Regions from separate parts of the Gossypium arboreum genome. Here region 2 is linked to region 1. A link is a contact called in public Hi-C data. All regions are on one chromosome and are shown on one strand. Each heading gives the region's core, a stretch centred on a gene start, on an enhancer-like site or on the middle of the called end of the contact. The rest is flanking DNA. Distances are from core to core; before and after follow the strand shown. Region 1 holds the start of LOC108486938 (leucine-rich repeat receptor-like protein kinase PXC2). Region 2 overlaps LOC108489555.

What was found. A called contact is a pair of places that touch in the nucleus more often than the background predicts.
Region 2: a Hi-C map of leaf shows a contact between it and region 1, with 2.2 times the contacts expected there. The contact joins the enhancer-like site here to the promoter of LOC108486938 in region 1. A contact is called at or near these places in 2 of 5 Hi-C or Micro-C datasets (both in leaf).

The regions. Positions count from the first base shown.
Region 1 is chr10:29,218,281-29,225,132 of ASM2569848v2, reverse strand. It overlaps LOC108486938 (leucine-rich repeat receptor-like protein kinase PXC2), which reads right to left and starts at 4,172. Exons shown (of 2, transcript XM_017791110.2): 1 at 2,143-4,172; 2 at 113-1,749. The coding sequence starts at 3,605. The coding sequence ends at 309.
Region 2 is chr10:29,262,571-29,269,422 of ASM2569848v2, reverse strand. LOC108489555 reads left to right here. Exons shown (of 4, transcript XM_017794194.2): 4 at 551-1,394. The coding sequence ends at 1,009. Among protein-coding and RNA genes, the nearest start is that of LOC108489555, 6.4 kb to the left of the region's middle. Within about 2 kb of position 2,677, at least 2 of the 2 cell types and tissues checked have an H3K27ac peak or open chromatin away from gene starts, as enhancers often do. A contact at or near this core is called in leaf, where this site is marked.

The DNA of each region.
Region 1 (6,852 bases), core at 2,923-5,422:
TATCTTTTTAAATATACAAATATTGAAATTTGATGCATGGCATGGCACTAATAAAGTTGAAAATATGTGTTCGATATGCAGCCGGTGATAAAGAATCCAGTAAGCGAAACTCTTTTGTAACAAAATACTGAATAAAGGAAAAGGGAAAATAAGGCACAAACAAAAATACAACATTAAAAGAACAAAGAATTGAGGGAAACTGGGTTGGTAGATTGAACTCTTTTCTTTTCTTCTTCTGTTGAACAAACTGGATTCATCTTCACCGTGACACACCGCTCTGTTTCGTTCTTTTCTCGGACCCGAATAACTTACTCCACCTCTTCCTGGCCTTCCGAAGGGCATTGGATTAGCTCTAATATGTTCACTACTTCTTCCATGTCTGGTCTATTTGACGGCACTTGAGATGCACATATTAGACCAAGCTTTATAACTGGAATTACCTCTTCTGTCGGGAAGTTACTACGAAGCCTCCCGTCGACACATTCTTCCACCTTACCATCCTCGAGTGCTTCCCTTACCATTTCACACAGCACCACCACATCATCCTCCATGTATTCCACTGGCTTCTTCCCTGTAATCACTTCTAAGACCAAAACCCCAAAGCCATACACGTCGGATTTCTCAGTTATTTTTACCGTCTTACAAGCGAATTCAGGAGCCATGTAACCAAGTGCACTTTGGATTTTGCTGCTTAAAACGCAACGGTCTAATGTCGGCAGTAGCCTTGCAAGGCCAAAATCTCCGACCTTGGGCTCCCCGGAGCAATCTATAAGAACATTGGTTGATTTAAGATTGTAGTGAATGACATTCATACGGTGCAAATAGGCTAGACCCTTGGCCATACCGAGAATTATGTTGAATCGTTGTCGCCAAGAGGGGCAACTTCTGTCAGGCTCATGGAGGTGCTTATACAAGCTGTCATTCGAAACAAATTCATAAATGAGGAGCTGCAGAGGAGGAGTCCAGTAATATCCTTCAAGAGCTACAAGATTATGGTGCCTAATCTTTCCAAGTCTTTTAACTTCCCTTTCAAATTCGTCTTGAGACTTGATCAAACTTGAAACAGTCAGCTTCTTAATGGCCACTGAACGCCCATCACGAAGGATTGTTCGATAAACAACTCCAAACCCTCCACGACCAATCTCACAATCCTTGTTAAGCAACGCATGGGCACCAGCAACAAAGTCGGCATCCCCTGAAAACATTACAAGCTTGCCATAGTTTGGATCATTGTTGGGAGAACAACTAAAATCTTCCCCTACAGATAAGGTGAGAGCTGCAGGAGCACGAGACATAGAAGAACGGACATGGATATTGAGGACAGTGATAGCTACTACACCAATGACAATGAATGCCGCTGCACCAATGGCAATGATGGCAGAGATGCTAAGCACAATTTTCTTGCGATGATGATTAGGAGAGGAGCCACCGATGGAGTCTGACGAGTTAGGGTTGAGGACAATGGGCTTGGGATGGACAGCAGGGCAAGAGCGGTTAACAACCGAACCACACAACGATGGATTTCCCAAGACGGATGAAGTAGGAATAGTGTTGAAGAAGCCCCCAAGTGGTAGTTCACCATGAAGGTGGTTGTGAGAGATATTAAAGAACATGAGTTGAGAAAGATTTGCTAGCTCTTTCGGTAAGCTTCCGGTAAAGTCATTCAATGATAAATCCACATACTGGAGGTTGCTCAAGTTTGAAATGGCAGTAGGGATCGAGCCAGATAAGTTGTTCCGGGACAGAATTCTGTACCATTGTAATGAAACCAGCACAAAACTGTTAACAGAATTCAAATGTAGAACGAGTTATGCTACATTGCAAGCAACGGCTTTGGTTCGGGGTTTCCACTAAACACTGCACAAACCATTAGCCCAAGATGATAGCAAGGAGCCTTTGATCTCCCTAGAGAATTACGAGGGTCATTTAGATATCATTGGCTTATACAACAATTTTGCAACATACTTTTGATAAGTTTAAGGAACTATGACCAGTCACAAGCCAAATAGCAATGAAAATTTAAACTAAAGGTCTCACTTAACTAAGTTTAAGGAATAATAAATGCTTCAAGGATAGGTGTAATGGCTACCATGATCAAGATATATATAACTCAATAAGCACTTAACAGGAACAAATACTTACAAAACTGTTAATGATGAACACTTGACTATCTGAGTTGGAATTTTCCCAAAAAGAAAGTTCCTCTGCAACCTGAGTTCCTTGAGTGAGACTGCTCCCCCAATCTCAGAAGGAATGCTTCCATTCAGCAGATTGTGGCTTAAATCAATAACTTGTGTTGCCTTCAATTCACCTACACTGGCTGGAATGGAACCAAAGAGACGGTTCCTGGACATATTAAAGAAGAGCAAGCTGCTAAGAACCCCAAGGTTTGATGGGATTTCACCAGATAAAGCATTTGAAGAAAGATCCAACATCCGAATGCCTTGATAGGATGGCACCGTTGAAGCCAATGAAGGATTTTCTACGTTTCCCATAAGTTTATTCCCAGAATTCAGTGCACTCTGCACTCCCATCTTAAACATCCATGATGGAATATTGCCGGTTAACAGATTCTGGCTGACATCTATAGCCAATAGGTTATAACAAGTAGCCATCGATTCAGGCAATGCACCAGTAAACTGGTTCATTGACAGATTCAATTCTCTCAGTAACTGCAGATTTCCCAGAGAAGATGGAACTTTACCAGAGAAATTATTTGCAGAAAGATCCAAACTTTCAAGGCTTGTCAATTCTCCAATCCAATCTGGAACTTGTCCCCTCAAAGAGTTTCCTCCTAAACTGATTGAACTACATGAACCAAGTTTCCTCATTGAATCAGGAAGGCTGCCATACAAATAATTATTACTGAAATCAACCGATTTCAAATGTGAACAGCTCCCAATATCCCCCGGTAGCCTCCCAGAGAATCTGTTGTTTCCTAAATTTATCCGTCTCAAATCATACAAATTCCCGATCCCTTCAGGAATCTCTCCTTCCAACAAATTACCAGACATATCAAGCGATTGAAGGCTCCTCAAATACCAAATCCCAGATGGCAACTGCCCTGAAATTTGATTAGACGAGAAGTTAACCGCCACAAGCGTCGAACATGAGCTCAAAGAAACAGGAAGTTCCCCTGTAAGATTGTTCCTCGCAAAAGAGATCGACCTTAGAGACCCACATTGTGTGAAAAAATCATCGGGGATCGATCCCGACAAGCTGTTTCCACTTAAATCAATAACCTGCAAGCTCCCAATGCGAGAAAGCTCGGAGTTTATGGTCCCCGTAAGGTTGTTTTTGGAAAGTGACAGAACTTGAAGGAACGGCAGCCGTAATAAGCCACGACCAACATGACCAGAAAGACATAAGCCATCGAGATGGAGCTCCGTGACCCGGTAAGTAGTCGGATCACATTTAACGCCCATCCAGTTGCAGGGATCATTGTCATCTGCACTCCAAGACTGGAGCTTTGCAGTTGGGTCCTTGAGCCCTGCTTTGAAGAAGATTAACCCCAGAACGTCGTCGTTGAAAGTTGGCTGTTGCGACTCCACAACAACAGCTGAAACCAAAACCAAAACCAGAAAAACCAAGACCTTTAACACCATTTTCTTTGCCCCTTCAACTCAAAGAAATGCTAAACTTCCATGGTAATGGTATTATAACAGGGGGGAAAAGACAGAGAAGGAGAAGGAAGAGTTTAAAAATGGTGAAGGTAGAAAAAGGACAAAGAAGATAGATAATGAAGAAGCTGATTTTGGACGAATATAAAACAAAAACAAAGCGATAGTGTCCACACCAAAACGGCTTTCCTTCCTATTTTGGTTTGAGTTTGAAGCTAAAGAAAACGAAGTCTTCAAACCCCCAAAGTAACAAAAAAAAAATGAAAAAACTAGTGATTAACTCAAGCTTTGGGAAAATGAGAGAAACAATGAAAGAGGTAATGGGTTGAATGGAGCAAAGCTGAAAAGGTGGCGATGGAGAAGAAATAAAGAGGAAAAAGAAAGTAAATGAATAGTAATTAATGATGGAAATAAGTGTAGATGTGGTTGGTGTCGCTACTGTAACTGTTGTTTTGGTTCTAACTAAATAACAAAGTGAGAGAGAGGAGATAGAGTAAAGAAGGGGGCAGCATCTAAAGCTAGGATTTTTATTTTTATGATTCTTAGGTTTTTCAATAATTAGAATAAATTTTAATTAAATGAAGTGTAAAACAGATCATATTAGACAATGTGATTGCATGAAACATAAACATTTTTGTTTAGTATTTTTTGTCTTTGGGTTTATGTATTCTGTCTTTTTTTATACATATTTGGTCAAACAAGGATCCTAAAGTAATGTACACGTGGCAGGTTTTATTTGCTTTACCATTTGACATGGTGCAATCATATTTCTCCCTCAGTCACTCGACAGTAGCCATGAATTTCTCGATGCTCTCTTTTATATTTATTCTTTTTAATGCTTAAAAAAGCAAAAGCAACCCAAAAAGTAATAGTATAATATATATAAATCTGCAATCATTCTTTGTGTGTTGCAATGCAAACAAATTCAAAATTACGTGATTTTCAAGTCTTCTCCATTTCACCACTTTTTAGTTGGAAATTACAAAATTTTACTTTTTTTTTTTTTTTTCAATCCATTCTAAGTGTAAAATAAGTCGAATTATTTTATTAATATTTAAGACAATATGAAGTTTTAACTGGAATGATCTGTTTCTAGAACTCCAAAATCTGTCCCCGACAAATTTTAAATTTAAAAAATAAAAATCAGATGGAGTTTAGGGAAGCGGGAGGAGGAAAACTTAATAATTGGAACATCAGGTGAAAGTGAGAAACGAAGACAGCAAGACGACAACACCTGCCTACCCCTTTCCGCTTTGTTGTTTCACAACCAAACACTTGACGGTTTTACTTTCACTTTCACCGGAATTTCCATGAGTGTCCACCATAGGAGTAGGAATTTTTTTAGTGCGACTCATGTGTGAAGCTTTTATTTAAGTCATTCGGAAAAAAATAATATAACTTCAAACTTGAAATGATGGGATACCATAATTATAAATAAATGTTAAGTTAGCATTCTGAATTTTTTTCAAAGATCCAATTACTTCAAAATTTTATAGATATATTGCACTAAAAAAATTTGTACCATAATAGATACCAATGTATGCAATGAAAGAAAAGATTAGTGAACCATTAACAAAATCCGAAAAGAAAAAACAAAACCTGGGATTCTCATGGCAAGACATAGCATGATTTTGAAGTTTGATGCAAATAATTCCATAAATAAATAAGATTTTCATGTTGTCACCCCCTTATGATGATGTCCAAGTCCAAGGCCCCAGTGCTTCTTTTTTTTTTTTTCTTTTTAAGTGACAAAAAAAAATATTATTTATGATTTGTAAAACACTCATAAAAATCTAATTAGGTGTAAAGATATTTTAAGTATAATTAAATTAAATTATAAAATTTTACATAGATAGTCTAAACAATTATAACCAAATTTAATTTAATTATAGTAGATAAATCTATATTGAGAACCGAAAATGATTTAAATTGTATAACACTCAATCCTAAAATTTTAAAGTTTGGAGAGCTATCATTAAGCTAAAGTCTCATTGCTTATAAATTTATTTTTAATAATAATTATATTTTATTCTTGTCTTCTCTTTATTTTTTTTCCTTTTTAATAATATTATATGTAAATACATATTAAATATTTAAATTTAATTATAATATTAATTTTGAAATCGAGAGGTGTTCATGGGCGGGCCGAGCTCAAGTAAAATTTTATGCCCGTTTGTTAGGTTCGGGCCCTGCTCAGCCCAAAAAATGGGCCTAAAAATTTGTCCAAGCTCACCAGGATAAAAATACTAAAACTAAGACTTTGACCGACCATATATTAAAAAATTTTATATTATTTCTTTACATAATTTTTAAATATATATAATACATCAAAATACTAAAAATATTAAAATAAATATTTCTAAACATATTAAAAATAAATTTTAAAAATATGTATACTTAAATAACACTAAAATAGATGCAACTTAACAAACCAATGTCTCTAAAATAATAACAAAATTAATAATAAAACAAGTGTTATACAATATCCAAACAATAACAATAAAATAGTAATAATGTAATAGTGAAATAGTAGCAAAATAAGGAGAAAATAATAAGAAAATATCATTAAAATAACATAAAAATAACATTTTTTTGTAATTTAGTGAATTCTTGACCCGCTTTTTAAATGGGTCTTATTTTTTATCCAAACCTATTTTTGGGCCTATATTTTTGTCCAAACCCTCCTACTTTTCGGTCGAGCAAGGTGACCCGCCCATGAAACAGTTTATTTGAGATTATTTGTTTTTATTTTATTTTAATTTTATATTTTAATATTTTTCCATTATAATTTTTAAATAATGATAATTAATTAATTTTACATAAAACTAATTCAATGAATTCATCTCTAAGGTTAATATATTGCGAAATGAAATATAAATTTAATTTTTTTAATTTTAATTGAAGTGAAATATATTAATTTTAGGTATAATGTCAAATTTAACTTTCAATGATTATATTTTTGTCAATTTGGTCATTATTCTCTCTTTTAAAGCTAAATTTAGCTTTCAACTTTTAAAAAAATTAAATCGTTATTTTTTAATGGAAATGCTAAATATTATTTTTTAATAATGTTGGCATGACGACATGTATGACAATCTATGTTTTCTTCATATTGACATAACACTATTTGTTCTATATGTCACATTAATAAAAATTTAAAATTTAAAATTTTAAAATTTATAAAAAGTTCATAAAATTCAAAAAAATAGCATGAAGTACATGTTGATTGCCA
Region 2 (6,852 bases), core at 1,428-3,927, 46 kb before region 1:
GCTTGACACGAAGGATCTTGTTAAGCATCCTACGTAAGATGAATTGGTAACAAGTGTAGAGGTCAAGCCTGAATAAAAAAGAACAAAACTCTAACTTAACCTACAAAACCTTCTCAACTGATATGGATTATCATCTCTATACAGTCAATTAATAGGCCAAATACTAACAGCTGAAATAGGTGGGCTTCTAGCATGAACAATGCATAAGAGGCAAATCAGCAAACAACACAACATATGAGGCAATAAGTACAATTTTGAATCTGATACCATGTTAAGCTCCTAAAACCTAAGTTACTAACAAATCAAGAGGCCCAAACTGAATGCAAATGCACATCCAATCCAAAGTTAGTATCAGATAACAGCACTTGACAGGCCTTTATACCGAGTTGACGGTACACTGTATTGTTTTAAGTAACTTCATAAGGGATGAACATGTACACTCTCTGACAATGAACAATGTTCCCCCAAGTGTTCATGCTTAATAACTGTCTCTCTTATCATGCGCTTGTTTGTATCCAGAGTTGATGTGTATTTGCTTAACTGTTTTCAGATCAATATCTCTTTGACTATTAGCGAAACCAGTGAGCTAAAGTTAAGTGCTGGAAATGGAGATTGTGTGCTTCACATGAACCCTCTTGTACCTGAAGGGAACTTTTTCTTAAACCTTCCTTCTTATGACAAGTTGCTGACTCCAGTAAATGGCGCATACTTCTTGATTGCAACCGTTGTAATTTTGGGAGGATCATGGGCTTGTTGCATGTTTAGGAAAAGGAGGCGGCATGATGGTGGTATACCTTACCAAGAGCTAGAAATGGGATTACCAGAATCCATGCAAGCTACTGAAGTAGAAACGGCTGAAGGTTGGGACCAGGGTTGGGATAGCGATTGGGATGAGGACAAGGCAGTTAAATCACCAATGGGACGACGCCAAGTACCGAATATCTCAGCAAATGGCCTCATTGCTAGGTCTTCAAACAGAGATGGTTGGGAAAATGACTGGGATGATTAGACATTTTTAGCAGAAAAAAGGAAGGTAAGAAAGTGAAGGAGTGACAGTCATAGAAGAGAAGGAAGAGGAAGTGGCGATACAAAGAACGGGCAACTTGATATAGAAAATGTAAATTGGTCCACACAGTTGTCATGTTAACATTAACAGTCATGAATAGGGAGTCCTCAAAAGAGCCTATGTTTTTACTTCCTTTTAACATCGGTGATGATGCATGCTGTTTGAGTTTACTAAATGAAGTTCAACTGTGGTTTTTATGTTTTGGTTGTAGAGGAGCATTCAATTTTTAGGCATTTGAGGTTGGCAAAGGATTGAACTGTGTCTCTAAAACTGAAGAGTCAGAATGTTGTTTTGAAAGATAATACAGATGTTAGCTCCGTTGTTGTTTCATGTATTTGCAGGAAGGGTTACATTTTGGGATAATCACGATTAGAACAACTATGTAAGTGAAAAGATGGAAGGCAATCATATTATTCTTAGCAGAGGCATTGTGTAGCATGTATAATTGAATTTCCCACCAACAGGTAATTGTTATATGCATATCATAATGTATATTAAAAAATAAATAAATTTATCAAATAAATTTATAAATAATTAAAAAAAATTGGCGTGTAAATTAGAATACTAAAGTATGACACAAAGCCAGCAAACGAACAGACACTAACAATAACAAAGTGTAAACTAATCAAAACAACAAGAAATAACAGCACATTCCTTTCCTCTTTCAATTCTGTTGAAAACCCATTAAAAATCTCTCCCCGACACCGTCCCAGAGAAAACTTTGGGTTTTTTACTTATAAAATATAAAATAAATAAATAAAAAATACAAAAATGGCATATTTCAAAAATTATGTATTAAAATGGTATATTCAAATGAGTGGAGGGTAGTGCATAGATGGCACCACCTAATATTCTGATAGCATTCTGTTAAAAAAAAAAACATTTTAGTAGTGATAGCATTCTGTCAAAGTGATAGGTGCCAAAGTAATAAGCGGCACAACTTTTTTTTTTTTTAGTTTGTAAGCAGAGAATTATATATCCAAATGAGTAATTATGTGAAAATTTTTAATGATATTTTTTCACATGTTTTATTATTTTTAATTTTTAAATATAATTTAAAATAAATGGTAGAATTAAAAAATCACCATTAATGTATTAAATAATTATCATATTTAAATTATTTATTTTTATTAATTGAGCTAGATGGGGGAGAGGGGAAATACCACTAGTGCCTTCTATTAGATAGGCACCGTACCTCTATACCCTTAAGTGGTGCCGCCTATCATTTTGGCACCACTACTAAAATATTATTATTTTTTAACAGAATGCTATCAGAATATTAGGGTGGTGCCGCCTGTGCACCACCCTCTATCCCTTTGAATGTACCAACATAATTTTTGAAACATGCAATTTCAGTATTTTTTTTAAATATTATACAGGTAAAAAACCCGAAAACATTGGAGACCACATTGAGGTAGAAATAATGAGCATCTCTAAACTCCAAAGCTGACCGACGTCGTTCATCAAGAAACCAAGCACTGTCGATCTCTTTTAGCTGGCCATTCCACTACCTGTGACGCTTCCTCCACCTAGTACCGCGGCGTGTGCAACTGATGCCCTTCAGCAGCCAAGGCATGCGCAGCAGCATTGACTCGTCCCTCCCCAGTTTTCCTTTAATGTCTTTGATGATCGGACTCTATATATACTTATCTTGTATAGCTGAGTTTACTTTCTTGATTATTGTCAGAGAGTCCCCCTCCACCTGTACCAATTTGAACCCTAGCTCTGCTACAAAATTAATGGCCTGTTCACTTGCTTGTGCTTTGGCAACAAAAGCATTGGCGATCCCATAGTGCGGTTAGGTACATGCAGCAATTATTAAGCCCAAAGAATTCTTGATTAGAACCCCTGAAATGGAACTCTTTGTAACAGGCTAAAAGAAGCATCGAAGTTGACTTTCATACAATTTGAACCTAGTGGCACCCATTCCTCTTGTCTCTGCAAGCAGGCTGATGTTTTGAACTCATTCACGGCCTCCACTCTGATAGGGAAGCCTTTATGAACACAATCAATTCTTGCACAGTTTGCCTAACACCCTCGTGCACAATCTTATTTTTAGCATACCAGATTGCCCAAACTATATTGCTATTAGTTTCAGTGTTTTTTCAACATAATTCATGACTACCTCTGCTAACCATGTATTATGGTCTGAGCTCTATGAGACAGAAACTGTTGCAATATTCAAAGAGTTCATAATCTGTTTTGAGATAGAACAGAAACGTAACACATGATTAGCAGACTCTTCCTTTGAGTTGCATAAAGGGAAGATATTACTTGCTTGGAGATTTTTCCTTTGTAAATTATCAAAAGTAGGTAAATATTTATTTGCAAACCTTCATAGTGTAATCTTTATTTTTGCTCGGATTGGTAAAGCTCACAACCTAAAATAGAACTCTGTAAATAGGTTACGTGTGGTGGCCTAACACCCTTTTTTTTTTTTTTTTTAGATGTTCTTCTAGTAGTAGCTTATAACCACTCTTAGAAGTAAATTCCTCGGAACTCTCATACCTCCAAATCATCTCATCAGCTACTTGTGTAACACCCCTATACTCGGTTCAACCCAAGAAACCTGATATAGGAATATTACATTTGGAGTCAAAGTGATTTTGACTAATCACTAATATATTTGAACATTAAAAAAAATAAATTTTTATAACTTATATTTTACTCCCTACTACTTGGAACATACTTGATCTTCCTAAGTATATGCCATTCTATTCAAAATTTTGAAACATACCTTCTTGGCACTTGGAGATATGATGAAATGGATGCTCACAACCTCAATTACAACTCTTCAAAATCACTGTACCTAATCTGCACACGGAAAACAAAACCGTATGCTGAGTAAAACTCAGTGGTATTTCTATAATCCGAATATTTAAAATAAGAAATTATAAATATACAATTGAAATATAAACACATATTAATATTTAAATATTATAACAACCATATCATATTTCATTTATTTCACAAATATCTCAATTCTCATACTTGCTATATAAATAGCTTTTCACAATTTATTTCACATTTCATTATACAATTGCACTATCCATTCCATGTTCATTTCATGAGTATATAACTCATATATTCCATATATTTGCAACATATTTCACATTCTATTTTCAATATACTATTTCACTTCCATTTTTCATACCTTGCCAATTCAATATCAATCATAAAACTTTATTATTCATTAACCCCTATTAACACGACTCGGACTCGGACAGATACACGGATCCAACCAAAACACACCAGCTGGTACCCAGTGCCTCATTGGATAATTCAAAAAAATAAAGTTGACACCCAGTGTCTCATTGGCTAAACCGAAGTAAATTGACACCCAGTGCCTCATTGAATATATCCGAAGTAATTATTTGACACCCAGTGTTTCATCGACTTGAAATCGAAGAAATCCCTGAACTTTTCCAATCCTATAGCATGTCATGTATATCTGACTCAACCCGATACAGTTAATAGGTTTTAATTTCACATTTCAGATATAACTAATATTCAATTTAATTTAAATAATCAATATATATTCAATATATATATCAATTCAATCAATATAAATTCAATAAATTCATCACATACTAAATCAATTCATTTCAATTGCAAAACACAATAATTCTCACCTCAACACTTACCATATACATTAAATTGAATTATAACCGTTAACAACTAAATTCGGATTATAGAAATACAAACCGGAAATTTTAAGCTATTTCTCGTCGACTTTATCTTTTCCCTTTTTAGTCGAGGGTTCTGGTACGACGATAGCTACGGAATTAAAACAATTAAAAATCATCAATGCAGTGCAATGCAATTTCATATTGAATATTTAAATTTTTACTCAAACATTGCCTAAATTTCATTTTAGTCCCTTAACCGAGACTAATTTTATTTCTTTACAATTGATCTTATATTTTCATACAAATTCTACTTTAAACTAAATTTAACTCTCTAATTTCACTTAACTCCCTAAAATTTGAATTTTTTTACAATTTAGTCCTTATTACTCAAAATTTACAATTTATTCTACAATCCAATCCTTTTTCATTTCTAACTTAAAATCTATCAATTTAATCCCTCATACTAAAATTATTCAACATAGACAACACTTAAAAACTCAATAATTTCTAAAATTTTGACATGGGTCGGGTAATATTTAATACCGATATTCCAAAAACATAAAAATTACAAGAAAAAGAGACTAGTTGACTAACCAATTGAGCTTAAAACTTTGAAATCCCTAGCTTTGGCCTTTCTCCTTTTCTTTCCTTTTTCTTTATTTTTCCTTTATGTTTTACTTCTATTTTGTTTCTTTTACTATTTCTTTTTCTTTTATTTAATTGTTTTATTATTATATAATATATTATTATAATATATATTTAAATGTTAAGTAAATATATTTTATTATAATATATATTAAATTTTACATAGATTTTCACTTATGCCACCTCATTTAAGAAAAATGGCATAATTGCGTCTTTAGTCCCTTTAATTTTTCTTTAATCTATAATTCAACTTTCACCCTATATGCAATTTAGTCCTTTTACCTAATTACTCTTAATTCAAGCAAATTCTCTCAACCAAAACCTAATTAACCACATAACTAACTTCGTAAATATTTCTAATAAATATTTACGAGTCTGATTTACGAAACGGAGTCTTGAAAATACATTTTTCGACACCCGTGACTATCGAGTAATTACAATTGTGAACGGCGAATCAGGATGCAAAGAACTCTCTCTGCAAACTCCTCATCAAACAATGCTCTAACTGCCCTGTTAACTTAGTTATTAATGCTATGATCAATTAAATTTGCTACTATTATGTACCTAACATCAATATCCTGACCCTGTACTCGTCCATTGCCTTGTCCAGGGATCCAAACATCATTCCAAATATTAACATTTTCACTCGCGCCAATTCTCCAACCTTCTCCTTTTTCAATTAAGCTCTGGGCACTCCAAATACTCTTCTAAGTAAGTGATGAGTAAGCAGCTAACTGAGCATTCATAATATCAGAGTTCGGGAAATACCTTGCTTTCATAACCTGAGCCAATAAACTGAATGGTTTAGTTAAAATATGCCAACATTGTTTTTCTAACAAAGCAACATTAACCATTGATAAATCATGAAACCCCAAACTGCCACAAGATTTTGGTAAAAAAAGATTTGCCACGTGCTCCAATGACAACCTCTACCCAAGGTGTTATTTCTCCACCAAAATCTATGAAGTACACTTTCCAACATGTTACAAAGTGACTTAGGCAAAAGAAAGTATAGCATGGCATACACCGAAAATGATTGTAGCACTTCTTTAATAAATACCTCTTTCCTACCCATAGAAAGAAAACGACTACCCCAACCTGGGAGTTTTTTACCAAATCGATCCACATAATGATGAAAAGCTTCCTTCTTCCTTCTTCTGACCATCATTGGTAACCCAAATATTTCTTCGGGTTAGTCGCCACCCTAACTCCCAATACATCCCCTATTTGATCACAAATCGAGGTCTCAACATTTGCACTAAAATAAAATAAAGACCTATCATAATTAACCTTTTGACTCGAAGCATTTTCATAATCTGTGACCACTTTTTGTACGATCTCTACACATCTCATTGAAGCATCTCCAAATAGAATATAGTCATCTGCAAAAAATAAATGACTCACTGTCAAACTCTCTCTTCCAATTTGAGCCCCTCGTATCAACCTAGTTCTATTAGCTTTATTTAAAATAGTATAAAATCCCTCAGCATAAATTAAGAACAAATAAGGGCT